Regions from separate parts of the Danio rerio genome. Here region 1 is linked to region 2. A link is a contact called in public HiChIP or PLAC-seq data. All regions are on one chromosome and are shown on one strand. Each heading gives the region's core, a stretch centred on a gene start, on an enhancer-like site or on the middle of the called end of the contact. The rest is flanking DNA. Distances are from core to core; before and after follow the strand shown.

Region 1 (5,755 bases), core at 2,974-5,473, 290 kb after region 2:
GGAACGACCCAACAATATGGCGGTCATAATTAGTTTTCACTCAGATTATACCCTTTGAAGGCAGAATTATCCTGTTTGAAACGCAGTGATAGAGTGGGAATAGAAAAAAAGCACTTGTTGCCATCAAACCAGACATGTAAAGCACTGGATGGTGAACAAGGAAGCAGTTTTGGCTATCAGACTTTTACTAATCAACCATTTTTTGTGATGCAATTTTGTCAAAATGTACCTAAATTGACCTACCTATTTTTGTTGAAATGATCTTATGTTAAAAGGCGGAAATTCATTTACAGGGATAGGTCACCGCTAACTAAATTCTGTCACTAATTACACACCCTCATGTCATTCCAATCCTTTCATTTTCTGTACACAATTTAAGATATTTTGATGAAATCTGAGAGCTTTCTGATGCTCCATAGACAGCAAGAGTAAGTTTCAAAACTTTAAAATTTCAAAGCCCAGAAAAGTACCAAAAACAGAACCATCGAAACCATTGTGAAAAAACAGACAATTTATATGAAGCAACAGGAAAACATTTGTGTGCACATCTCTTCAGTTCAGGATGAGTGTATGCATCCCTCACCTAATGTACAAACAGAGGAAGACTTTTCAAACGTGTGAAGATTTCAACTAAGTTGCATTTCACTTGCATGTTTATGCCCAGCCTTACTGATTTAAATCAGAATAAACAAAGGTCAGCTGAAAACATTAGTTTTTTTTTCACTCAAAGTATTCGTGTAACTTCATAAAATTACAAATAAAAAACTAATGACACATGGACTTTTTTGAAGATGTTCTTGGTATCATTCTATGGAAGATCAGAAAGCTCTCAGATTTCATCAAAAAATTATTAATTTGTCCTCCCAGATAATTTAAGATTTTCAGTTTTTTATAAGGAAATGAGTGTTAGTAATTATTAACAGAATTGTATTTTTTGTAGAACCATTGCTTTAAAAAATTTTGTACACCACAGTTTAAGCCTGAAGTGGCTGTTAAGGGGCATTAAATTTGTTTTTAGACTGAGAAGTCATGCTGATGTGTTTTCGGTTTGGTACTCACGGCTACACTGTATGTTTCGGAAAGGGGCGGGCCCACAAGGAAGACATTCCAGGTCTTCTAATCCATCCAGCCGCATTTTGCTGTAGAAACTACAGTAAGAAATAAAAAGCATTTATTTTTGTAAAACCAAGATACAGGTGTGTTCCTATACAAATCTGGGTGTGAAGTTGTGTTCTGTGTGGGATGATCGCAATTATCAGCTATAGAAATCATGTTAGGTAGGATTGTTCCGTGTGTGAGAAAGTCTCACCCTGGGAGGCAGTTTCCACAAACTGCGTTGTCTGTGTGTGTGCAGCGCTTGATTTGGTGTCTGTTGAGTCTGCGGCAGTTCTGGCACAATCCACAAGGGTGAGAACCCCAGTCTTCTTTAAACCACCGAACATCGCAGACGCCACACACAGCCGGCACACCTTCACCATAACCACAGTCCTAACAGCCCACATGCACACAAACATATTAAGTAACATGATAAGTGCATTGGATGTCAAACAGTTTCTGAGAACCCAGCTTTTGTAACCAAGCCCAGTCTTGAAGTCATTTAAGGTCACGCTAAAGCCTCTGGTGGCAGACATGTGACATTGCAGCATGTTCACATAGTGCACATGACGTCTTTAAACAGAAACCTAGGTCCACTTCACACTTAAAAAAACATTTATTTTTTGAGTACTATTATTTTATATGTAAAATTGCACAGAAACATATTTATTAACCGTTTAATTGCATTTTTGTTTTGTTTTTAGGAATATTAAACTATATTGAGTACAAATATAATTAGAACTACTAATATTTAAATATGTTATATTTTAGTCAAGAATTATTAAACCAGCAGTCAACTATAAAAATATATTTTTAGTTAAAGCTATTGGGGTATATTTTTTACGATAATAAATAGTATTGCAGAATTTTTCAATTAAAAGTTTAAATAAAACATTTTTTTTTAAATTGTGTTATTATTATTTATGAAACTGACTAGCAATTTCTGTTTTTACACCATTTTCTACAGGCAAAACACAAGTGATATGTGAGCATTTGGAAGGGCAGGGCTGCTGGCTGACTTTAGAGTGGTTTTCATCTGGTCAGGCTGGGGGACCTATCTGTTGACCAGATAAACCAACTGAGCACTAGCTAGTATGACCAACAAACCATCATTGGCTCGCTGAACCTATCAGTTCACCCTATCAGTATAAACATTTACAGCAAAATCAAATATTTATTAATACAGCAGTATTATGCTGCCTGCATAGAATTTTACAACTTTAATCAAAAAGGAATGTTGACATTAACTGCAGGGGATCATACATGCCAGTTCATCTACTAGCATTTAAAAATAAGTGAGGTTAATTATGCTGTTAAATGTTGCTTTCTTCAAATAACCCCTAGGCTTGTCAAATGTTGATTATTTGAATCAAATGACTTTGCAAACATTTGTCTTACAGTAATATTTCTATCACACAGTAGGGCATTCTCTCTCGCTCTCTTTCTCTGTTGTTGTCTTACCTCTTTCAGCTCTTGGCCGGGTGGGCACTGTGGGCACTTGTGACATTCTCCATTGTGATAATACTCGTCTGTCAAACAGTCCATTCCATATCTTTGTGAAGGTCAGAGAAAGAGTTCAAACATGTCACACTCACAACTGTGCGTGACCGCAAACACAATGGAACAACAGTCAACATCAAATTGTATTTTCCTGTAAAATAATGTACGTTTGATTTGGTAAAATTAGTCATTAAAATGTAATCCACAGTGAAAAAAATGTAAAAGTATCCAGAGATTTATATCACATTTGAATAGCTTTATTTTTATCTGTTATTTAGCAAATGTTTATTATGTTACTTTAGCATCATGTGAGTCACTGATGGTATATGGTTTTCACGTGATACTATGCTATTAGTCATATTTTACTGACATATTTTATTTATTATTTATATATACATTTGGAGGCAAATTGCACAATTTGATTGTTCAAATGAATATTAACAATCACTTAATGAAATACAGTAATAATTTGTAAAATATACAGACAGCAATACAGTATACCATTCAGTATGTTCTGAATAACTATCAATATTTGTTATACAGTAAATTTCTTTACCATCAGCTGCCACTTTTAAATCAGATTTTTGTACAGTGAAGTTCAGTTTTTGTCTTTGAATTTGAAAATAAAAAAAGAATTCAAACCCCAATTTAACCTACATAGCATTTACATTTTTGTATAATTTATATTTGTATAATTACTGAAACATATTGAACTACTATAGTTAATGGTAATAATACCTTTTAAATTCAAGGAACATTTTGTTCTAGGTTATTGTTTTAATACAGAATGGGATTTGGTTCATTCATTCATTTTTAGGAAACGTTAAATATTACACAATTGCTTAAACAGAATCTGCACAAATGTATAACTAATCAACTTAAAAAGTATTTCACAGCTACCTTGTGGGACTCTGAAAATAATCCAACAGAGGTTTAGATCATACTGTTTAAAAATATATATTCAAATAAAACAATTCTTTTTTTAATGTTTTTTGGCAATTTAGTGGAACAAACGATTTTAACGACGAGTTATAAATCACTCAGTTAAAACTATATAGATTTTAAATAATAGTAAATATTTGCAACTTTTTCATATCCTCAGATTTATGCATATTAAATAAACTGCTTGATATCGCTGTGTTATTAACTGAAAATAAAAGATAAAAGAAAAGAAAGCAGTCCTGCTTATTTCGTGGAATATAGGCAACACAGTATAGTCAGCTTCAGTGTGTAGTTACATTCGTTTCGATAATAAAGATTAATGTCCATTCGCGTTCATTCATTCTCAATCTGAGAACACGGAGAAACAGATCAAGAGAGAGCACACATTCAGGTGCCATCTAAAACAAAAATACCTCCGTTAAATGATCTGCTGGGAATAATCTTCCCGAGGCATAAAACAGAAGAAAGGTGCTCAAACTGAACTAAGTAGGGCGCACAGCTACGATTCAGAAGTAGAGAGCAGCGCACCGGCTACTAATCATCAATCTCCTGTAAACTCACGTATTAGGGACACTTTCATCCGCACTTACATTGTAGCAGGGGCAACTCTCGGCAGTCACTTAATTCTCTGTCCCATTAAAGTAAACGTCTCCTGTGGCTTTGGGTAAATTCGGTCCAATTTAGCTTGTGGTTGAAGCTGTTGACTGGCACATTTGCCCTGTGAGCTACCGTGCGCTGCGGCTCGGGGACAGACAGGAGGCATGTCAAGACATGTTCACACTAATGTGACTCTCAAACAAGCTGCCGTTTAAGGAGAATTAGGATGCGCCTACACCATCTCAAAGTCATCTCATTGAGAAATGCGATTGAATGGAAATTGCTATATAACGGCATTTCAGTTATCTGAATCTAAAACAGAACGATACCTGTTTGATATCTTGTGGCACATCAACTCAACCACAGACATTCTGTATATAAATGTAAAGTACATCTTTAAAAAAAACGAAAAAAAATATCTAGAACTGATTAAGATTAATTATTTTTTTCCAAATGAAAACGTTTAGAACTTTCACATGTACTGTTTTTACCGCAGTAACATCTTATGAACGCATGGTGGCGATAATGAACGCATTGACCTTTGAAGTGGCTTTGAATGACCTTACGTAACTAAAAAAAGATTTAAATTACATAACAATTCATTTTAGTTTACAACCTGACAATGCATCATATTCATTTCAGCTCATCTCATTGTGTAACAATCATTATGGTACTCTGCATTGTGTTGCATTGCATTATTAGAGAGCATTACCTTAAGTTGAACGCTGCAGCTCAGTAATCAGTTGGCCAGTAGCACAGCAAGTCATGTTTACTTTCATCTTCTGATCAATTTTCTCTGCAATTATCGCACACAAACTATTCTGAAATTGTTGAGCTAAGTGAAGAATGTTTTGTGCGAGCAATTGTGGTATACGTGTTGATGAAAAGATAACTGCAAAGACATGTATGTGTGTCTGAGAGAGGGAGAGAGAGTAGGAGGGCACTGTAGCCTTGCATAGCTTTCGTAGTGGATTTGGCAAAGGAAGAAATAACAGATAGGGAAAGTGGGAGAGAGTGCATGACAGAGTAGTTTTATATTTTGTCAGGGTTGTTGTGTCTGAACTTAGACCAGGTCAGAGACAGTGTTTTGGACAGGTTGTTTTGTCCCTTAACCAGTCTTAAGCAACTTAATTTACAGAACACCAGGATTTTATATTAACAGAAAGGTTTTACCAGTCAAACTGATAGTTTAGTCATTGTTGTTGTGCATTGTAAAAATATATAAATAAAGTTTTTCATATTTTGTGAACATTTTATATATTCATGATTTTGAATTGAATTATACATTGTATTGTACATTAATCTTTTTTCCAACAACTTTTTGTAAAACGTTGGAAAAAGTGAGTTTTTTTGGACAATTTACTAGTTTGAAGTGATATATTGCCTATGTTGCCTTTATAAATAACATTATAATAACCTGCAAATGCACTTACAATAATATTGTGTTGTTTTTCTGTCCTAATTTCTTATAATACAATACAAAAATTTAATACAATCTAATACAATTTTAATTTCAAACTTCTAAAATGTCATTAAGTCACTTTGCTAAACTCCACAGTTGAATTTTCAACATAAAAAGTTGACATAGAAATATATAAAATAACAAATAAAGTGAACTGTA
Region 2 (5,907 bases), core at 792-3,291:
TTCGACTTCCTTTATTAATCTGGGGTCGCCACAGCGGAATGAACCACCAACTTATCCGGCATATGTTTTACACAGCGTATGCCCTTTCAAGTGCAACTCAGTACTGGGAAACACCCATGCACACATAAACTACAGTGAATTTAGTTTATTCAATTCGCTTATAGAACATATCTTTGAACTGTGGGGACCCACACGAACATGGGGAGAACATACAAACTCCACACAGAAATGATAACTGACCCAGCCTGGACTCGAACCTGTGACCTTTTTGTTGTGTGGCGACAGTGCTAACCACTGAGCCACCATGTTTAAATTACCTAATCTTTTCACCTTTAAATCTTTTAAAGTGTCAGAGTTGTGGACAAAGAGATAGAAATCTTACAGATTTTATTAAAAATATCTTATTTGTGTTGTTAAAAAAAGATTAATTGAAACTTTAATTTTGATGTAAACTATTCTTTCATCGAGCAGTCTCATTAAAACGTCTAATGATAAAGGAGGCTGAGAACGTTTTTTGGCATCATCGATATTTAAAAAAATAGCATACCTAAATTTAGGGAATTATACAAATACACTATATTTAAATACCTGCAGACCTCTGTTATAAAATTAGGAAAATGTTTTTTGACATGGAAAAGCATAAAACCATAGTACCATTAATACATTTTTAGTGAGCTCTTTTCTGTCACAGGCAGCTGCATGCCATGTTGGACCAAAACGATGCATAATTTGCTAGACTGAAGCATCACCCAGTTCACCCTGTGACTTACTGACACACATCACTCACATATCACATATCACTCACTCTCCCTATGAGGAATGAAGGCAAAAACATCGCATGTCAGATGTCTTTGTCTAAGCTGCATCCGATTATGAGACTGAAATATCGTGATAACAGATGACAACACTCGCGCCACTGCAGCTGGAGGTCCGTCTGCGTCTCTTTACTGGCAGCAGACTACCCGGACAACAAGTGATTCAAACGAGACTACGATGCCTGAATATCATGTCTAGACGAGTTTTTTTCGCACAAATAGCGTTAATTAGATCATATGATAGTTTATAAATAATCTCTAACGTAAGCAGTCTCTGTCTCTATCTCTGCGTGTGTGTGTGTGTGTGTGTGTGTAGCCTGCAGACACAAAACAGCTGGACTCGCTCTTATCTAAAGTTTGATAGGATATTTTACTCAAAATGAAAACTATCTTATCATTTATCACACTTATGTCGTTTAAAAAGCTGGAAGGCAGGAGAATATGTTTTTTATTAATGTTAGCGGCTAAATATTTGTGTTACCACAGACTTTCATTATTGCTTAACGTTAGTAGCTTTTGACTTTTATCAAAACATTATCGTTTACATTCCTCGCAGAAAGGGTCAAACAGGTTTGGGAAAAGCTGAGGTGAGTAAATGATGACAGATGGCCATTTATAGGTGAACTATCCCTTTAAGTTAAACACTCCCTGAATGACAGTCGACGACACGCGTACTGACACCATACAGGCACCATCCTAATCTACAGATAACATATAAACAAAAGCATAACGCAGTCCGTAAATGACCGCGTGGGTTTCAAATCTCAAGTGCATACTAAGGTACGAGCTAATCACAGGCCAGTTCCTCCTGAAACTCCGCCATCCCCCTTATCCGCCGCCCTTCAGTGCTCGGTTTAACAGTGCGGTTAAGGATACTTGTTGGACGGATCGTTGCGTTGATGTATCCGGGGACTGTGACTCCTTGAGCAGCTGTAGGATCTGCTGAAGCCCCTGCTCGTCGGGTTTCCACTGGCACTCCATCTTGTGTTGCTGAAGTCTCTCTCTCTCTTTCTGTAGGCGCACAGATCTACACCCTTTCACATCAAATAACGGCCTCCACCTTGACCTTCAGCTTCGGGCCGACTATTATGGAGCTGGGGGTGAGGAAGACGCCTCTGCAAGGGATTGTGGTGGCTGGACCCGGGTGAAATTGCGCGTGTTCCGCGGGCGGTGGTGGTGGTTGTTGGTGGCGCTAGGCTAGCTTACATACATTCAGGGACTCGGTCTGGTCCGGATCACCGCACATCGCAGCGATAAGCCTCTGTGCAGTAGCGCCCGGGTCCTAGTGCCCGATAGGTAGCTCACTGGACTAAAGGAGTTAGCGGGGAAACCCTTGATGTGACCCCCAAAGCATTAATCTTAAGCCCGGCTAGCTCAGTCGGTAGAGCATGAGACTCTTAATCTCAGGGTCGTGGGTTCGAGCCCCACGTTGGGCGAATCATTTATTTACATTGTTAGACTAATTCAGTGTATTTCATAATCAGTACAATACGAATAGTTCACCTAAAATAACACAACTCGTTTCTCTCTCGCATGCTCTCTCTATATATATCATATATAATTCATTTTAGGAACGCAGAATATAAAGTGTTGCAATGTATTGTAAAAAAGTCATAAAGTCATAAAAATATATCACCAGTCACTTTTCTTACACTTCTTCAAAAAGATGCAGAAATAGACAAACTACACTTTATTAAAGTGACTTAATTCCTAACTTGATTACAGCAACTGAAGGAAACAGTAACTGGCTTAAACCAGCAGGAGGTGCTCATGTAAAAGCCCGAGATTGAACAGGCTGTGCCTTCAGAATGTGTAAATCAAGAACACTGTGTATAATATAAATACTGAACTTGAGAGTCTAGATGTGTCCTCTTTCTATAGGTTCATTCTAACAGCAGTCCAGACTGAAGAGATTTACGAGTCCTTTGTTTGATTTGTCTGTCTTTCTGTGGTAGCTCCAGAAGTCTCCTCTTCCTTGATGGAGTGTAACACAGCAAATCATCAAGTGTCATCTCCGTGATCTGACCGGCCTTTTCTAACTGTGTCAGCACCTGTTCTACCCTCTCCTCCCAAACACTACCAGCACTCTTTCTTCTTAATACATTTACCTAAGAGCAAAGAGAAACGGAAAAAAAACAGTGACACACATTAAAACCTATTAAACCTAAACTGTAAAACTTTAAATGTTAAGATAACTTAAACCATTTGAGGAAACCAATTGCAACAAACCATTTAAGTTCAAAAACTAATCCAAATCAGTACTGTGAACTTAATCCATTTGAGTAAACAAAGCAATATGAGCACAGTAAAACCCAAACCAACTGAGTACTGTTATGTTAAAACCCAGTAAAGTCAACACAAACCGTGTGAGGAAACCGATTACAATTTAAACCTTTTCAGGAAAAAAAAACTAATCTAGATGAGTATGTGAACTTACTCTATTTAGGTAATGAGCTTTAACACCAAGTTCAAAACTCTTTTCAAATGAGTAGAATTAACGTCCAGTCAATTTTGAGTTAACTACACGCATTTCATTTGATAAAGTTGATTGTTGAGTTTTACAGTGTATCACAGCTTATATGTTCACAGGCCCGTAGCCAGCCTGGTGAAACGGGTGGTTCCTTTTTCTCAAAAAGTGGACCTTTTTACAGTTATATGCTACAGTTTCTATTTAACTATGAGATTTAAATACTGCACTTTACTGGATTAACTAGTCAGAGTGGTCATCATAACCACACTTTTTGATGTACTAAAATATTTCCTAAAAAATTGCAATTAAAAAATTAAAACAAGACTTTAATTTTTAAAATACAAATTTATTACATCATATATCATTAGAAATAAATAGCAATATGTTAAAGTTTGAAAGTAAAAACAAAACAAAAAAACTGTAGCCTACTATCATTTATTAGACAAAACAAACTGGCCAGCACATTAAACTGTCCTCAGTTTGGTCTTAAAGCCTTTTTCGATGGATTATTTTCATTATTTAATGGCATAGCGGTCAAAATAGGACAAATGAGCTCATGTATGGGACAAACTCTGGACCTTTGTGAGGGATGGGTCTTCCGAACACCCCTGGCTAAAGGCCTGGAAGGTTAGAACATGTTTTATGCTTATACTGTTTTTAATAGAATTTTGGCTGTAAAAGCGCACCTACAGGTGTTTCAGGCGCAGGTCAGATTTTTTTCCAGGTCAACATTTATTTTATTTATATTAATTTATGGATTATACCTTTCCAGTTTCATCTGGAATGCATCCCAGATCACCCTCTGAAGTTGTTTGAGCGATCGGATATCTGATCAGAATAAAACGAATGAAGTGACCAAACAGCCTCATAAACACAGTCGTGACGGGATTAGCGCTTTTTAATGTGAAGTGACATCTGACAGCTGAGGAACCCGCTTGCAATTTAAGCCTTCGTCGGAAAGTTCATTAAAAAAATAATGTCAAAAACAGGGAACGGGAGGTCATGTACTGGACAAGTCAATAAACATACAGGACGTCCTGGCTAATGCGGCCAGTTATGACCTCTCAGGGGGTTATATATTTTACACTCTATGGTTATGTCACATGACTCGCGGCTTTGAGGCTCCATGAGATTCGAATTACTGGCCATAGTTATTTAAAATTACACTTTATTACATTTTTTTATTAAATATTAATTTAATACTATTAATTATATAATAAATATAATATATAATATTAAATTGCATAAAATAATTAAATCACCCGAACCCCCCCCTTGGTCTGGTCCGGATCACTGCACATCGCAGCGATAAGCCTCTGTGCAGTAGCGCCCGGGTCTTAGTGCCTGATAGATAACTCACTGGACTAGAGGAGTTAGCGGGGAAACCCTTGATGTGACCCCCAAAGCATTGATCGTAAGCCCGGCTAGCTCAGTCGGTAGAGCATGAGACTCTTAATCTCAGGGTCGTGGGTTCGAGCCCCACGTTGGGCGAAACATTTATTTACATTGTTAGACTAATTCAGTGTATTTCATAATAAGTACAATACTTACTAACAAGTAGTTCACCAAAAATGACCCAACTCTCTCTCTCTATACAGTTAATTTTAGGAATGCAAAATATAAAGTGTAGCGATGTATTGTAAAATAATCATAAAGTGTCCATCAAATTCTAAAAGTTTCAATTGAACGAATGCTTAGGGTTATTTAATGAACTACACTTATATTAAATAGCATGACTGATAATGTAAAAGAAACCCATGAAACTGAAAATAGTCATATCAATAATATAATAATATTAATATGAACCTTGCTTGCCATGCATATAGGCCCATTTATTTAAAAAAATATATACTTTATCATTCGGGCCTGTAGCCAACCTGGTCAAAAAGGTGGTTCTTTTTTTTTTTTTTTTTTTAATTGACCTTGCAGTTATTCACATCATTTTCTATTTAATTCTAAGGTAAAAATATATAATATAAAATATAAATAAAATAAATAAAAATAGGCTTAAATACTGTTAGTGACATTTTAAGCACCATTTCTTTCGCTGGATTAGCTTGTTGGATGGTCATCATAAAGACACGTATTGATGTACCAAAAACATTTCCTTAAGATTTAGAATAAAGTAATATGAAAACAATACTTTAAAAAAATACAAATTCATCACACTATATATATATCAGTAGAAAAAAATTGAAATCTGTTTTAAATTAAAATCTGTAGCCTATTGTCATTTATTAGGCAAATAACAAACTGGCCAGCACATTCAACTTTCATCAGTCAGAACTTGGAATGCCAGAAGTCACACTGAAGCAACAGCTAGTACATGATTCAAGTTGTTTTTTTTACATGTATAGGACCTGTCACTGAGGGGTGGGTCTCTCAAACCACCGAACCCCCCTGGCTACTTCTTGTATGTCTCTTCCAATATAAAACATGTCACAGGCAGTAACACCATATGAATAATACGATATGTTGGTAAACAGTCATGTTTAAGCGCTCAATCAATGCTAACAGTGTTTAGTAAAAATAAAATCTAATACATCTCATGCATGCATGTAACATACAAACAACACACAACAGCCCATTTATCTTCCAGCAGAACATCTAGAAAAAGTTCGG

The links. HiChIP or PLAC-seq counts read pairs in DNA pulled down with a chosen protein or histone mark.
Region 1: an H3K4me3 HiChIP or PLAC-seq map of gastrula embryo shows a contact between it and region 2, with 3 times the contacts expected there. The contact joins the promoter of si:dkey-204l11.1 here to the promoter of tnpo1 in region 2. A contact is called at or near these places in 2 of 4 datasets of contacts at active chromatin or transcription factors (embryo and gastrula embryo).

Annotation. Positions count from the first base shown.
Region 1 is chr5:36,161,927-36,167,681 of GRCz12tu, forward strand. si:dkey-204l11.1 reads right to left here and starts at 4,224. Exons shown (of 7, transcript NM_001109739.1): 1 at 4,128-4,224; 2 at 2,557-2,647; 3 at 1,310-1,488; 4 at 1,060-1,148. The coding sequence starts at 2,640. It also overlaps a transcript of ar not described here.
Region 2 is chr5:35,875,977-35,881,883 of GRCz12tu, forward strand. tnpo1 (transportin 1) reads right to left here and starts at 2,042. Exons shown (of 23, transcript XR_012406922.1): 1 at 193-2,042. It overlaps ptcd2 (pentatricopeptide repeat domain 2), which reads right to left. Exons shown (of 10, transcript NM_001017612.1): 10 at 2,491-2,923. The coding sequence ends at 2,699. It overlaps trnak-cuu (transfer RNA lysine (anticodon CUU)), which reads left to right and starts at 2,179; the gene lies at 2,179-2,251. trnak-cuu (transfer RNA lysine (anticodon CUU)) reads left to right here and starts at 4,704; the gene lies at 4,704-4,776.